Linked DNA regions of Rattus norvegicus: region 2 is linked to region 1. Evidence: chromatin contacts called from public Hi-C data. All regions are on one chromosome and are shown on one strand. Each heading gives the region's core, a stretch centred on a gene start, on an enhancer-like site or on the middle of the called end of the contact. The rest is flanking DNA. Distances are from core to core; before and after follow the strand shown. Region 1 overlaps B4galnt3 (beta-1,4-N-acetyl-galactosaminyl transferase 3). Region 2 holds the start of B4galnt3 (beta-1,4-N-acetyl-galactosaminyl transferase 3).

What was found. A called contact is a pair of places that touch in the nucleus more often than the background predicts.
Region 2: a contact with region 1 is called in a Hi-C map of Schwann cells, with 4 times the contacts expected there. The contact joins the promoter of B4galnt3 here to the enhancer-like site in region 1. A contact is called at or near these places in 10 of 12 Hi-C or Micro-C datasets (the A7r5 cell line, the Rat2 cell line, Schwann cells and 7 more) and 1 of 1 datasets of contacts at active chromatin or transcription factors (oligodendrocytes).

Annotation. Positions count from the first base shown.
Region 1 is chr4:155,103,873-155,106,639 of GRCr8, reverse strand. B4galnt3 (beta-1,4-N-acetyl-galactosaminyl transferase 3) reads left to right here. Exons shown (of 20, transcript NM_001191976.2): 4 at 2,182-2,277; 5 at 2,670-2,760. Among named protein-coding and RNA genes, the nearest start is that of Trnaa-agc80, 36 kb to the left of the region's middle. Within about 2 kb of position 1,314, at least 6 of the 93 cell types and tissues checked have an H3K27ac peak or open chromatin away from gene starts, as enhancers often do. A contact at or near this core is called in the A7r5 cell line and Schwann cells, where this site is marked.
Region 2 is chr4:155,179,981-155,182,680 of GRCr8, reverse strand. B4galnt3 (beta-1,4-N-acetyl-galactosaminyl transferase 3) reads left to right here and starts at 1,437. Exons shown (of 20, transcript NM_001191976.2): 1 at 1,437-1,930. The coding sequence starts at 1,762.

The sequences.
Region 1 (2,767 bases), core at 65-2,564:
AGCATTTGTTCATTCACATAATTCAGATGTGCTGGGACACATGGGAAGGAGCTGTTAGCTCTTCCCAGGGAAGGCACAGAGGCTCTGAGACATATTTGAGAAAACTTTTGAGGGATAAACAGGAAGGAGCCTGCCATGTGGCAAAGAAAGCAAAAGGGGCTAATGAGGAAACAGCGTTTGTACAAGCATGCAGAGTTGAGAGCCTGATGGTTTGGGGGGCAAAGGCCTGGAGTGAGATGGGGTCGGCACAGCAGGGAGGGTGTGGAGAGGGCTGGGAAGGCAGGTCAGTCGTAAAGTCATGGTGAGGTTTTATTCTGCAATGACCTGAAGTTTTTAGCTGAGTCATCAGATCAGTCCTGGAGGCAGCAGCAACACCCAGGGCAGGGGAGACAGACGCCATCATCCGCCTCCTCCTCCTGCTGGCCCAGCAGAGGTGTAAAGGAATGGAAGGCCTCAGAGAAGGCCTTACCTTCCCTGCATACCCCTTCTGCTCCCACCATCTCCACAGAGTAACTGCTATGTGTTCTTAGGGAGTCACTTCCTGAGCCCCGAAATCCTCCCTTCCAAATGAGACAATCCGACAAATACTTTCTACAGTATGGCTAATTGCGAGTTCCAAGCCATCACAACTAAAGCTCGGAGGAAGCCCTCCCCTTCCCTGGCCTTTTGCCCACACCAGGTAAAGGAGAGGGGGCGGCCGCTAAGGCCGATGTGCCAGAGTGCCACAGCTTTGCTAGTTCAAAGTCCCTAAAATGGAACAACACAAAACACAGATTCTGATGTAGTTGTAAGTCAGGGTCTGGGGAGACAGACAGTGTCCAAGGGTTCCCAAGACACCCCCACAGTCAGAGGTTGCCCACAAAAGTCTGAGGCTCAGACAAACGCTGGGTAAAGTCTACCTCAGAGAAAAGGCTAACCAATTCTCTCTTTACTCTTGGCCTGCCCTGTGGGCTTCCTGTAGCACCTCATGCTTATCCGCCAAGCTAGATTGCCTGGGTAGGAACTGTGAGAAATTGGTGTCTCCCTCCCCTCAGGTCAAAGCTGATTTCACTGCAAACCCATTCTCATGCCAAGTCTGGCATCATAGCTCCAGGCATCACACAGCTGACCACTCGGCTCTGACAACTCCCCTTGAGTTCCCCTTGAGTGCTCTGCCCTTCTGGGACCAGAGCTCTCTGACCTGGAGGTCTCCTGGGGAGGGGAGAAAAGCAGACCACTTGGAGAAGACAACTGAATCCTTTAAGCTGGACTTGAGGAATTTACCCCAAAGCAGCATAATGTCCCCATTCTTTTCCTTCCTTGGAGCCTCTCCCGTCTCCCACTACTACCCCACACACTTCCTGCATTCCTGTGAGTGATGGCTACATCCCCGGGTCCCAGGTCAGAGAGTGATAAGCTAGCCTCTGCCAGGGCAGTGCTTCTAGGAGCCTTTGAGCTGCAGGAGGCCCTGCTGCTGCACAGCTCAGAGTGGGCCCCAGATAGCACCACAGTTTGGCTCAGATGCTTTCCCCAGTCACAGGATGAAGACCACTGGGCAGATAAGGTTTCATGACAGGCAGACAGCTGCAGAGCCTTCCTCTCATGAGAAACAGGGAAGGCGTGGTAGGCAAGCTCTTGGCTGGAACCTAGCCAAGCTCCCCCCACCTCCTGTCACTTCTGCCATTTTGCCGTGGCCGTTACGCCTTGTCTGAGCGCAGGGAGGCTCCCTTTCTGCCTAGAAGGAACAAGGAGTGTGTAGTGTGCATCTATCTCGTGTGTGCATGCGTGCGTATCGCCCATCCTTAAAAGTCAGGCCACAGGGCTGGTGTTAGCTTTTCATCCCAGTGACAAGCATGCCTTCGATACCATGAACAAGAAAATGTTGTGTAGGCTCAAGGTTTCCGAGTTTAACACTAGGCCTGCTCGGGCCCTGTTCCTTTGGCTTGTAGCAGGCTTAGTATGTCATGGTGCCAAAGGACTGGTGAGTCAAAGACAAAGCAGTGGGGATCCTGTGTCCCCTTCAGGGGCACAGCCCTATAACCTAACTGCCCTCACCTCCTAAGGGTTCCACATCTTCCAGTAGCACACGGACTGGGAGCCCAGCCTTCTGTAGAATCCCTGTGTCCATCTCTCACTCTGCTCCTGGAACTATGGGTGTGGGATACTCCTAGTTACTCATTGTCCCCTCTCTGCCCCACACAGTTCCAGGGCCACGCCAACCTGCACGTGTTTGAAGACTGGTGTGGCAGCTCCATCCAACAGCTCAGGAGCAACCTGCACTTCCCGCTGTACCCCCATGTGAGTGCCTGGACCACCCTCTGTGTCTCCTGCACCTCATCTCCTCCACCTGCCTCCTTCCCTGCTCCTTCAGTCCATCGCTGGCTGTCTCATTTCCTCCACCTCTTGGGCCCTCTCGTCCTCTATTTAGAATATCTTTCCTGTCTTCTCCTTCCCTCTGAGGCTCAACGTTTCATTCAGTTCAGGCTCTCTTGATGTTTCTCCAAGGGCAGCATGTACAGATGTGCGTTTGGGCACAAGGGCAGCATGTACAGATGTGCGTTTGGGCGCTGTACAAGGTCACCATACCACACCCCTAGTTTCTCATCTGCTGTTCCTCATCTCCCTGAGCCAAACTCCAAATCCTTAAACTCCCCCTGATTCTGAGTAACAGTTCCTCTCTCTTGACATAGATCCGCACAACCCTGAGGAAGCTGGCTGTGTCCCCCAAGTGGACCAACTATGGCCTCCGCATATTTGGCTACCTACACCCTTTTACCGATGGTGAGGG
Region 2 (2,700 bases), core at 188-2,687, 76 kb before region 1:
CAGAGCATTGGAATGTGGAGTTTCTGGAGGACCCTTTCAACCCTGAGCAACTTCCTCTCTCCTGTCTCTCTGTCTGCGTTTTAAAGGTATTTTTAAAAAAATTTTATCTTTAGTGCATTGGTGTTTTGCCTGCATGTATGTCTGTATGGGACTTTTGGATCCTCTAGTGTTGGAATTACGGAGAGCTGTGAGCTGCCATGTGCATGCTGGGAAAGGAACCTTTATCTTCTGGAAGAGCAGCTAGTGCTTTAGCCGTCTCTCCAGCCCTCTTAAAACATGTTTTAATAAAGCTGCAGCATGAGAGCATGAGAGAAAAGAAGGCACAAAGAAGGGAGTAGGTGCACATTCAACTGTGAAACGGGTGACTTAAGGAAGAGGTGTCTGTGTCCTCTTCATGTACTCCTTCTTTTTAAGATATTTTATTTGTCATGTGTACATGTGTGCCTCTTGGTTCGGGTGTATTCATGTGAGTGGAGGCTGTAGCAGAAGCTAGAAGAGAATGTTGGAGTCAACGGGTTTTGGGAACCCAACTCAGGTCCTGTAACAGAGCATCATGCACTTTCTTTTCTTTTCTTTTTCTTTGAGATTTGTTTATGAGTACACTGTTGGTGTCTTCAGACACACCAGAAGAGGGCATTAGATCCCATTACAGATGGTTGTGAGCCACCATGTGGTTACTGGGAATTGAACTCAGGACCTCTGGAAGAGGCTTAACCACTGAGCCATTTCTCCAGCCCCACACCATACACTTCTTAACAGATGAGCCATCTCTACAACTCCACCAGACTCCTTTTTCATTTCCTTATTTCTTTTATGCTTCTGGGATGGAACCCAGGGTTTCCTGCATGCTAAGCATTTGATCTACTACTGAGTTGCCCCTCCATTTTTTTTCCCCTTTTTAATTCTCCAAAATTCTTTCACCAAGAAAATCCCTAAAAGTGGAGAAACTTCTTGTAAAGGATCCCCTGGTGCCTTTCAGGTATGGTTAACTAGGTAGGAACAGTATTCAAATGAGACTTGGAAAACAGTTAAGATTAAATTAGGTGTCCATTGTGACTAGGATCTTTGAAGGTAGAGAAAAGCCCCCAGGCCAAAGTCATGGAGGTCATTAAAAAAAAAAAAATCTGTCTTAGCCCCACGGCAAGCTTCAGAGGCGAGCCTTCAAATATCTTGACTACCTTGGGTCACAGAGTCCATGTCTTAACTCGCATCTCCTTTCATTCCCATATCCCTCATCACACACCTCACACACCCTCCCGCCATAAACCCAAGCAGGTGACTACGTCAGGGACCAGCTCTCTGGCCCCACCACTCCCCTTCCCTCAACCTAGGGGGCGGGGCCCACCTGCGCCTCGGGGCGGGGCCAAGGCGTGGGCGGGACAGGTAGGGTGTAAGGTAATGCTCGGAGCTGAGAGAAAGCGCCCTAACTGCAGCAAGCAAGCGCGGGGGCCGGCGGGCAACTAGGAGAGCCTCCTGGGCAGAGTGCAGGAGTGAGAAAGAAGAGAGGGAGGGAGGTGGCGGGCCTGCGACGAGGAGAGGCGTGGAGCGGACACTTGGGGAGGAGGAGCTCGACTCCGCGGCCGGAGAAAGACCTGCGAGGCACCCGCGCAGCGGAGGATCACCTCTGCGCGCTGAGCATGAGTGGGCGGTCGGCTGGAGTGCGACCCGGGGAGACTGGCTGTGCGCCGCGCTGAACGGCGGAGCCCGGCCGGGGCGACGGGCGGGTAGCCCATGCTAGGGCGGCCCGCAGGGCATAGCGCCATGGGGAGCCCCCGCGTGGCGTTGCTGATGCTGCTCTTGCGCCCGATCAAGCTGCTAAGGAGGCGCTTCCGGCTGCTGCTGCTGCTGGCCGTGGTCTCGGTGGGACTCTGGACTCTGTATCTGGAGCTGGTAGCGTCGGCCCAGGTCGGCGGGAACCCCCTGAACCACAGTAAGTAGCGCCGGGGGGCGAGGAGGTGGCGGAGGTGGGCGGGCGCTCGGGGCGGGGACCCGCCTCTCGGAGTAGATTCCAGGTGCCGGCGCCGCCCCGCGCTTTCCCGGGGACCAGGGCTTGTCCGGGCCGCCTAGGGTCTCTGATCCTGGCTTGCCCATCCAGGGCAGAGTGGAGCCGGGACGCTCTCGGGACATCCGGAGCGCTGGTGAAGGTCTGGGGCGCCTTCCACCGTGCGGAATCCACAGCCTCGCGAACAGAGAAACGCGCCGTTTACGAGCGCGGGCTCCAGGGCTGCGCGCACTCGGCCGCAAGCTGCGGTCGGCGCCGCTTCAACTTTGCCCTTGGCTTGCCGGCGTGGTTGACTCTCTGTTTCCCCTCCAGCTGAACTTTCGGGGGTTTCTTTTCAAATAGCACCTCCGAGACAGACGCCTGGCCTTCCCGCCTTGCGTGCGCCTCTGTTTCCAAGGGTCCCACCTCCTGAATGCGTGGTTCTCTGCTGGTTCAGACTGCCTCCAGTGTTTTCACATTCCCGCAAAACCCGCGGATCTAACCAACTCCCCAGACTTCGCCCAAGGCAACCCTGTCATGAGTAAATTCCTACTTGTATTTTTATTTCATAAAAGCACTCAAGTGTCTGCTTAGGAAAACGGGAGGAGATGGCCTTTCCCCTTTTCAATGGATATGATTATTATCCACAGTGACTTTCAATATATCTTTGATAGGCTTAATAAAATTAAAAGTCGTCTAGTAGCCAGAAAGGAGTAGTA